Regions from separate parts of the Zea mays genome. Here region 2 is linked to region 1. Evidence: chromatin contacts called from public Hi-C data. All regions are on one chromosome and are shown on one strand. The core of a region is the stretch at or near the end of the contact, and the rest is flanking DNA. Distances in the headings are between cores, read along the strand shown.

Region 1 (3,552 bases), core at 271-2,770:
GGTGAATACAGTTTTTTTGAGATAAATACCTACCAGTGATAGTGTTTGGCCCTGGCTTTTATTGATTGTCATAGCATAACAAATGTTTATAGGATATTGTCTCCTTTCAAGCACAAAAGGAAGTTTGGTTGTCTTGATGTAACACCTCAAATCATATTTTGGGTAATTTAAGTTTATCCTAAGGTTTAAATAATTATGGTTTAGAACAAAAAATTTAAATAAAGGATCCTCATATAAAATTAATAGTGTCATTGAATTATATGTTCAGAAGTATTCTCCATAAGATTTAAATTAAATTATCTCTCCATAAAGATCATACAAAATAAATGGTCATAAAACATTAAGTTTTGAATAAGATTTTAATTGGACAAACAATGTATCTCTTGAAAATTAAAGTTATTTATGTGTGTGCAACACATTTGCATCATTTGAAATATGATAGTTAATATAAAAATATAATAATAATAAGTATATATTGCATCATGTTGGGATTTTGTTTTCTGCATTTGAAATGTGATATTCAAAATCAAACTTTAACTTTGATATGAATTTGAAAGGTTGAAAATAGGAAACATGAAATAAAAAAAATAAACAAAGAAAAAAAGAGGAAGCCAGATGGGCCACTCTTCCACATTTCGGCCCAACTCTGCCATTGGTGCCTCTCACCTGGGAGCCTGGCATGTCGGCCCAGCTTGTCAGGGTCGTCTTCAAGCTGGAGGCTCACCCGAGATCTGCTCGGTGATTTTCACTACTTCGTCCACCTTTCCCCTCGGCCATGTGCGCTCTCTGTTGCCCGGATGGCTGACCGCGAGATGGGGGCGCTAGACATTCTTTCCCCTCTCAATCTCGCACATGGAGTAAACATCGGGGTTGTTTTGTTGTGGTAACAGCCCAAAAATCCCGCCTATCAAGCACCCTTAGGCTCGGACTGTCCTACCCCGGTGATAAATACCTGGGTACCGCACCCCCCTTGGCGAACTCCTGTCGAGCCCCGCCTTAGAGCACGTCGTTGCGGCGAGTAGCTGGGAAGGAGATGGAGGGCCACCATGCAGGGTGGGTGAAGATCTGGTTCACCGGCATTGTGCCCTCGGCGGTTGGCAGGGGGTCTTCCTCGTGTCTCATGGGGGACGCCCATGACCTCATCAGGTGAACTTGAAACCGGTGGTGCATGGAATTGCTCAACGGAATGTATGGCCACCACCATGTCGCAGGTCCTCGAGGCCATGATCCTCTGATGCTCCAGTCCTTAGGTAAGGTCCCCAGACATCTTCGCTATTTTCGTAGCACCGTTTAGAATCAATCGGATCGGGGGTTTGATCCTGGGTGCACGGATTCGGCTTTCTCTGGCGGGCCCTCCACCGTGGGCAGGGCGCCTCCACCGTCGGTAAAGTTCGTGTGGGAGAAGACGCGTGGGGGCCATCAGATCGAAAATGGATGGACACGATAAGATCTCGCGTATCGTTCGGACATGGGGGAATGGTGACCGTCCGATCGTCAGGAACAATGTAGATTTGACTAGGTATGCGCTCTGAACTCCGCGTCCTTCCACCTTTCGATCTTGATCGGTGGGGCGTGGGTAATTAAGGCTTCTATAACATCCTGACCGTCGATCTTCGAATCAACAACCTCAAGCGTGTACCGCTTGGGTTAAAGCCAGATCTAATCCACACCATTGGGATCGGATCTGACAATTGGGAGCACGTTCTGGTTCGTCTGGGGTCCGATCTAATCCTGACGGTGGGCTTGTGATCCAACAGTCCTAGTCGAAGCGTACCTCTTCGGCCATGTAAATTTGCAAAAGAATCCTTAAATGTTTTAAGAATCAACCCGCGCTCCACGGCAATACAAAAGTAATTACAATAGAGCCCTAGAATTTGCAGTTTTGACCCAGAGCTCTGTGGTATTAATGGCCCCAGTCCAGATAGCTGAGTAATTGATTAAAATAAATACAGAAATCATTTTTAGTGCAAAAAATAAAGTCCCAATCTTAGGAAATTCATAACTCTATGAATTTAACTCTTTTTTGATCCATTCCAGTTGCAATAAATTCATATTATAATTGTTTATCATCTGGTAACCTTATTTTGTTATGAAACATAGGTTAAAATTATGCACTAAATTTCTTTTGTATCCAACCTTAAATCTACAGAAAACCACAACTCGTTAACCATAACTCCGAATTTAGTGGTTCTCGAACCTAGGATCGAGTTACGACGCGTAGATCATTATTATGCACTATGTTCTTATGTTTGGTGTGATGTTAATTTTGCATATACCTTGTTTATTTGTATTGCTACGAGTAGAGGCGAGTTTACGAGTCACTTGAAGAACTAGTTGGTACCTAGGAATCTCGAGTCTAAGGCAAGTTATGCCCTTGATCACTTTTTTACCCAATAATGTTCCTGTTAATCACTATGACATGCTCAGGTTAATCTGATGTAACCTAATAGGTTTCCCTAGACTTATTTATCCCACATCTTGTTTACCACTGAACTTTTGGGCAGTTTTGCTATTGCTTTACCTGATTTTGGGATAAATATTATATTATGATCATGTTCTAGTTATACTGTTGTTCTAATTATTGTTCATGACAAGATCATTGTGTTAATTGGAACATGTTGCTTAACTTCAGATATTCGTGCTACCACAAGGGTGGAATGGGACGCCCTTGGCTGACTAATTAGGAAAGCTAGTGGAGGACTACCTTACCCAAAAGGGGCAAGGGCGGTAGAGGAGCTGCGTATAGGGAGGTTCTCGAGTCGATCATGCTGCGATGGCTTTTTGGACGAAGGATTCCTATATTGCCCTTCTCAGAAACCGTAGCGGTGGAACTTTGTAAATGCCTCGTAGTGGATCCCTAGCCATTCACCTCGGAAGTGTCTAAGGGTCGAGCTAAACCTGGCTAGACGGGATACATGACTTGTGGGTAAAGGGCGCAACCTCTGCAGAGTGTAAAACTGGTATATCAGCCATGCTCGCGGTCATGAGCAGCTCAGGACTCTCACATGATTAATTTATGGAACTAAACTTAATCTGTCATGTGCATTGTATCGCGGGTGTTATTATCAATTTTGATCTCTTACTTAATTGGGTTGGTATCTACTTATACTTAGTAACTGCTAATAAAATCTTGACCAACTTTAAAAGCAATGCTCAGCTTTAACCATCTCCTTTGGTAAGCCTTACAATTCACATGAGCTCCCACCTTTGGTGAGTTCATGCACATTATTCCCCACAACTTGTTGAGCGATGAACGTATGTGAGCTCACCCTTGCTGTACACACATCCCCCCAGGTCAAGAACAGGTACCGCAGGATGAGGCGCACGAAGGATGCTGTGATGAGTTCGTGAGTGGTCTAGGTTGTCGTCTCCCATTCAACTTTGTGTTGCTAGATCGTTGTCTTCGCATGATGTAATTATTTAACTATTTTGTACAGAACCCATTATATATTAATGATGTGACATTCGTTTATGTACCACGAGTCATCATATGTGTGAGACTTGATCCTAGCATACTTGGTGATTATTTCGCGCTCGAGTTTTGGACCCCTA
Region 2 (3,552 bases), core at 759-3,258, 390 kb before region 1:
AAGAAGAGGACGACATCGCTACGTACCGTCGGCGGCGGCGGGCGGTCTGCTTCACACGGGCCAGATCTCCGACGAGCAAGAGCAAGGAGGGCAGACGAGCAGCAAGCGGTTTCAGAAGGCAGTTAGGGTTTTTGCGGAGCGCGGAAAGATAAAGTTCAAAACGCGCCGCCCCCCGGCCCCTTTTATACACAGGGCGCGGCGCTTCGGGAAACCCGCAATCCCACAGTACGGCGTCAATCAACGGTCATGTCAAAAACCCCCGCGGAACCACTTCGAGCGAGGGCAGCATCTCCGCCATCTAGCGACGTCTTCGGCACCAGATGACTTAGTCAAACTGGTCCCTCGGAGGGCAAATGTTGGGGCGAAGGCGAAGACGCCACCCTTCGCTCGATGCCTTCGCCGTCCTCGCTGCACCAATGGAGACAAGACAACAGGCAGACTAACCCTTCGTCCCATACGTCACCGGACGAAGGCCTGTGACGAGGTCGTCTCATCTTGCGACCTCGTCCAGCATGGAGGCCCACGTGTGATCCGACCCATTGTAACAGACCCTGCGTGGCCGCTGCGCATTACAGGCCTAATTTGTAAAGGCATCCCTGTAATTACGGTCTGTAACCCCGCTTTATGGGAATATTCCGGGGATAACCTAGGTGTCTGAGGGTACATGCGTCCTTAACACAGGATGCTGGGCACACAGATACCTATAAATACCCCCGCACAGTGCCCTTGAGAGGCTAGATTAACAGAGCTATTGCCATCTCGTGCAAAAACCCTGTTTGCGTTACTACACTCCCCCGTTGGATCAACTTGCGCCGGAGAGCAAGTTCCAACAGTATTGTTTTTGGGTATTGTGTGGTTGTTAATGACATATAAAATATAATGTGATAATGCTTTTTTTGTCGGGATAAAGACCCAATACCTAAATGGGCATGAGTATGTGATGAATCTTATACCCATGATAGGTACGCGTATAGAGATGTGGATGAGTACAACTTCATGAGGATGGGTATAAGGTGTTTAAACCCGATGAAAAATTACCCATTGACACCTCTACCTAGATCATTAAACACTCACAAAACCAAGAATGAACACTAGAAAGATACACTTATCCTTTTTTGTACTGCCAAACTACACTGCTATAGCAAATATATTATGTTGTTTTGTTTATATACACAATTAAAGTGGCTAAAAAGAAATTATCCAATTAGCTAGAAAATAAAACTAATCAATCTATACTTACTCTATTAAGAACCTAATGTGGGCACATGTGCTACCACGACTTCACCCTTCGCGCTGATACTCTGAACCTGCCCCACGCGTCCGGATTGGTTCTCACCGCGCAAAAAAAAGTATAGAGCAAACACTCAGAACCTACCTATGCCCGCCTGCTCTAGAAATTTGGGAATAACCAGCAAACCACACATACAACAACAGTAGCAAAGAAGAACAATGGCTAGTGAAATAAGAAAAATTAATAAATCAAGCTAGATTATGCAATTCCTTTTAACCTCGAACCTCTAATTGCAGTGAACCTCATTGGAAAAGAACCCAATGTGTTCCCTAATAGTAGCAGGGTTCCTACATTTCTCTTGAACTCTCAGTCTCTCACTGCTTCAGACCCAATCAAACTCAGTTCATCAACCAAATTAAGAAAATGGAAGCAGTTCATCCACCAAATTAACAAAATAGAAGGAAAACAAAAAGAAAAATTGGAGATGCGGGGGGATCGAACCTCGTGGAAGCAGTTCATCCACCAAACTAAAAAAATAGAAGAAAACAAAAAAAGATTGGAGATGCGGGGGATCGAACCCCGTGCCTCTCGCATGCAAAGCGAGCGCTCTACCATTTGAGCTACATCCCCAACGATGCTATTTGTAACTAGACAACATAGTAAACCGTGTAATACTGTACGCATGCATCATTCCGTTAAACCCCGTCAAGCCGTATGGACATCGATGATGCTATGTGCCTATGTCCTACATCTATACCGTCGGCTGCAGATCCAACGTCAGGACTGCCGCGCGACTCGGCTCTCGCTTCCCCTATCGATAGCGAGCGGCCCGCCCGTGCAGACGCAGAGACACGAATGCCTCCTCGAGCGGGAGCCATGGCGGCGGCGGCGGCGAGGGCAAGGGCGGCGCTGCTGCCCTCCTCCCCCTCCCCATCGCCGCTGTTCCGCCTCCCGCGCCGCTTCCTTTCACTCACCGCGACTCGCTACCCTCTCTACTACGACCTCATCGTGCATCGCCCCGCGGACCCCAATCCCCCCAAATCCTCCGCCGCCGGGGCCGACCGGCAGCCGCAGCCAGCCCCCGAAGAGCAGACGCTCGACCGCGCAAAGCGCCGGTACCTCCGCAAGCGCCGCAGCCGCCTACTCCCCGACCCTGACGCCACCACCACCACTAAGCCCTCCTCCTTGTCGTCGGAGTTCGTCGAGCTCAGGCCGGAGGTGGTGGACTTCCCGCGCCTGCACGCGCGCGAGGAGGCGCTCTACTTCCACGACACCTTCGCAATGCCGTGGGAGAAGGACAAGCACTACCGCATGCTCTACCGCCTCGAGAAGAAGTACTTCCCCCACCAGTCGCTCGACAACGCGTTCGTCTCCGCCGACGCCGCCCCGGCCTCCGACGCCGACAGGGGGCTCGTATTCTTTGACGACGAGAAGAAGGAAAACGAGGGAGAGGAGCGGGCGGTCAGTGACAAGGGCGCCAACAAAGGGGAGGTGCTGGAGAGGAAGGTGGAGGATTTCTTCAGGTCTCTCAAGAAGGGTCCCGGCCAAGTCGACACCAAAGCCAAGAGACCGGGAACGGAGCCGCAGCAGCAGGTGAAGCGCGAAGTGCGGAGGGAGGAGGAGCGGCCGCAGCCGTACCTCGTCACTAGGACCACGGAGCTGCCGCCGAGGTGGGACGGCCCTGCTGGGACCGTCGTGCTCATCGACAAGCCCAAAGGTGATGCCTTCCCCCTACCCTCTGGCACATTGCAAGTTCTACATTGCCGTCTGTGAGCTTAAGACAACACTAATATTTCTTAGCTACTTTTATCTGATGTACCACTGGAAAGCTCATTTTATGAAATGTGAGCGATTATCACAACAGTTAGATGTCAGCCAGGTAGTGTGGCACTACTGCAGCTTTGCCTGAAGACAGGGTTCTTTACTGTTTTTCCTATCAGGGCAGATAAATAATTAGTTAATGTGCGGACAGGATTAGGTTCGAACTGTGTTTTATTAAATTTGGTCTACTGCCTTCCATCCTAAACTATTCATCTGAACTCATCTTTCTTCTGATATCAGGATGGACTTCGTTTACTGTCTGTGGAAAGTTACGGCGCTTGGTGAAAGTACAAAAGGTGATATCAGGGCCTTTTCACTGTATCTGAATGTAGCATTAGCCCTTAGCATTAAGTACATGTTTTGCAATATTTGTGTGGTCTCAGGTTGGACATGCTGGAACTCTGGACCCAATGGCAACTGGATTGTTGATTGTTTGTGTAGGAAAAGCAACCAAAATAGTTGACAGGTAACATCGTATAATCTTTTGGGAAAAGCTTATT

What was found. Hi-C and Micro-C count contacts between places; a contact is called where the count stands out from the background.
Region 2: a contact with region 1 is called in a Hi-C map of tassel, with 2.4 times the contacts expected there. The contact joins the promoter of LOC100284263 here to the enhancer-like site in region 1. A contact is called at or near these places in 2 of 25 Hi-C or Micro-C datasets (bundle sheath and tassel).

The regions. Positions count from the first base shown.
Region 1 is chr6:47,544,854-47,548,405 of Zm-B73-REFERENCE-NAM-5.0, reverse strand. No RefSeq gene overlaps it. Among protein-coding and RNA genes, the nearest start is that of LOC118472178, 4.7 kb to the right of the region's middle. Within about 2 kb of position 1,520, at least 18 of the 20 cell types and tissues checked have an H3K27ac peak or open chromatin away from gene starts, as enhancers often do. A contact at or near this core is called in bundle sheath and tassel, where this site is marked.
Region 2 is chr6:47,933,933-47,937,484 of Zm-B73-REFERENCE-NAM-5.0, reverse strand. LOC100284263 (pseudouridylate synthase/ transporter) reads left to right here and starts at 2,008. Exons shown (of 9, transcript NM_001157158.2): 1 at 2,008-2,948; 2 at 3,293-3,348; 3 at 3,436-3,518. The coding sequence starts at 2,087. TRNAA-UGC (transfer RNA alanine (anticodon UGC)) reads right to left here and starts at 1,861; the gene lies at 1,789-1,861.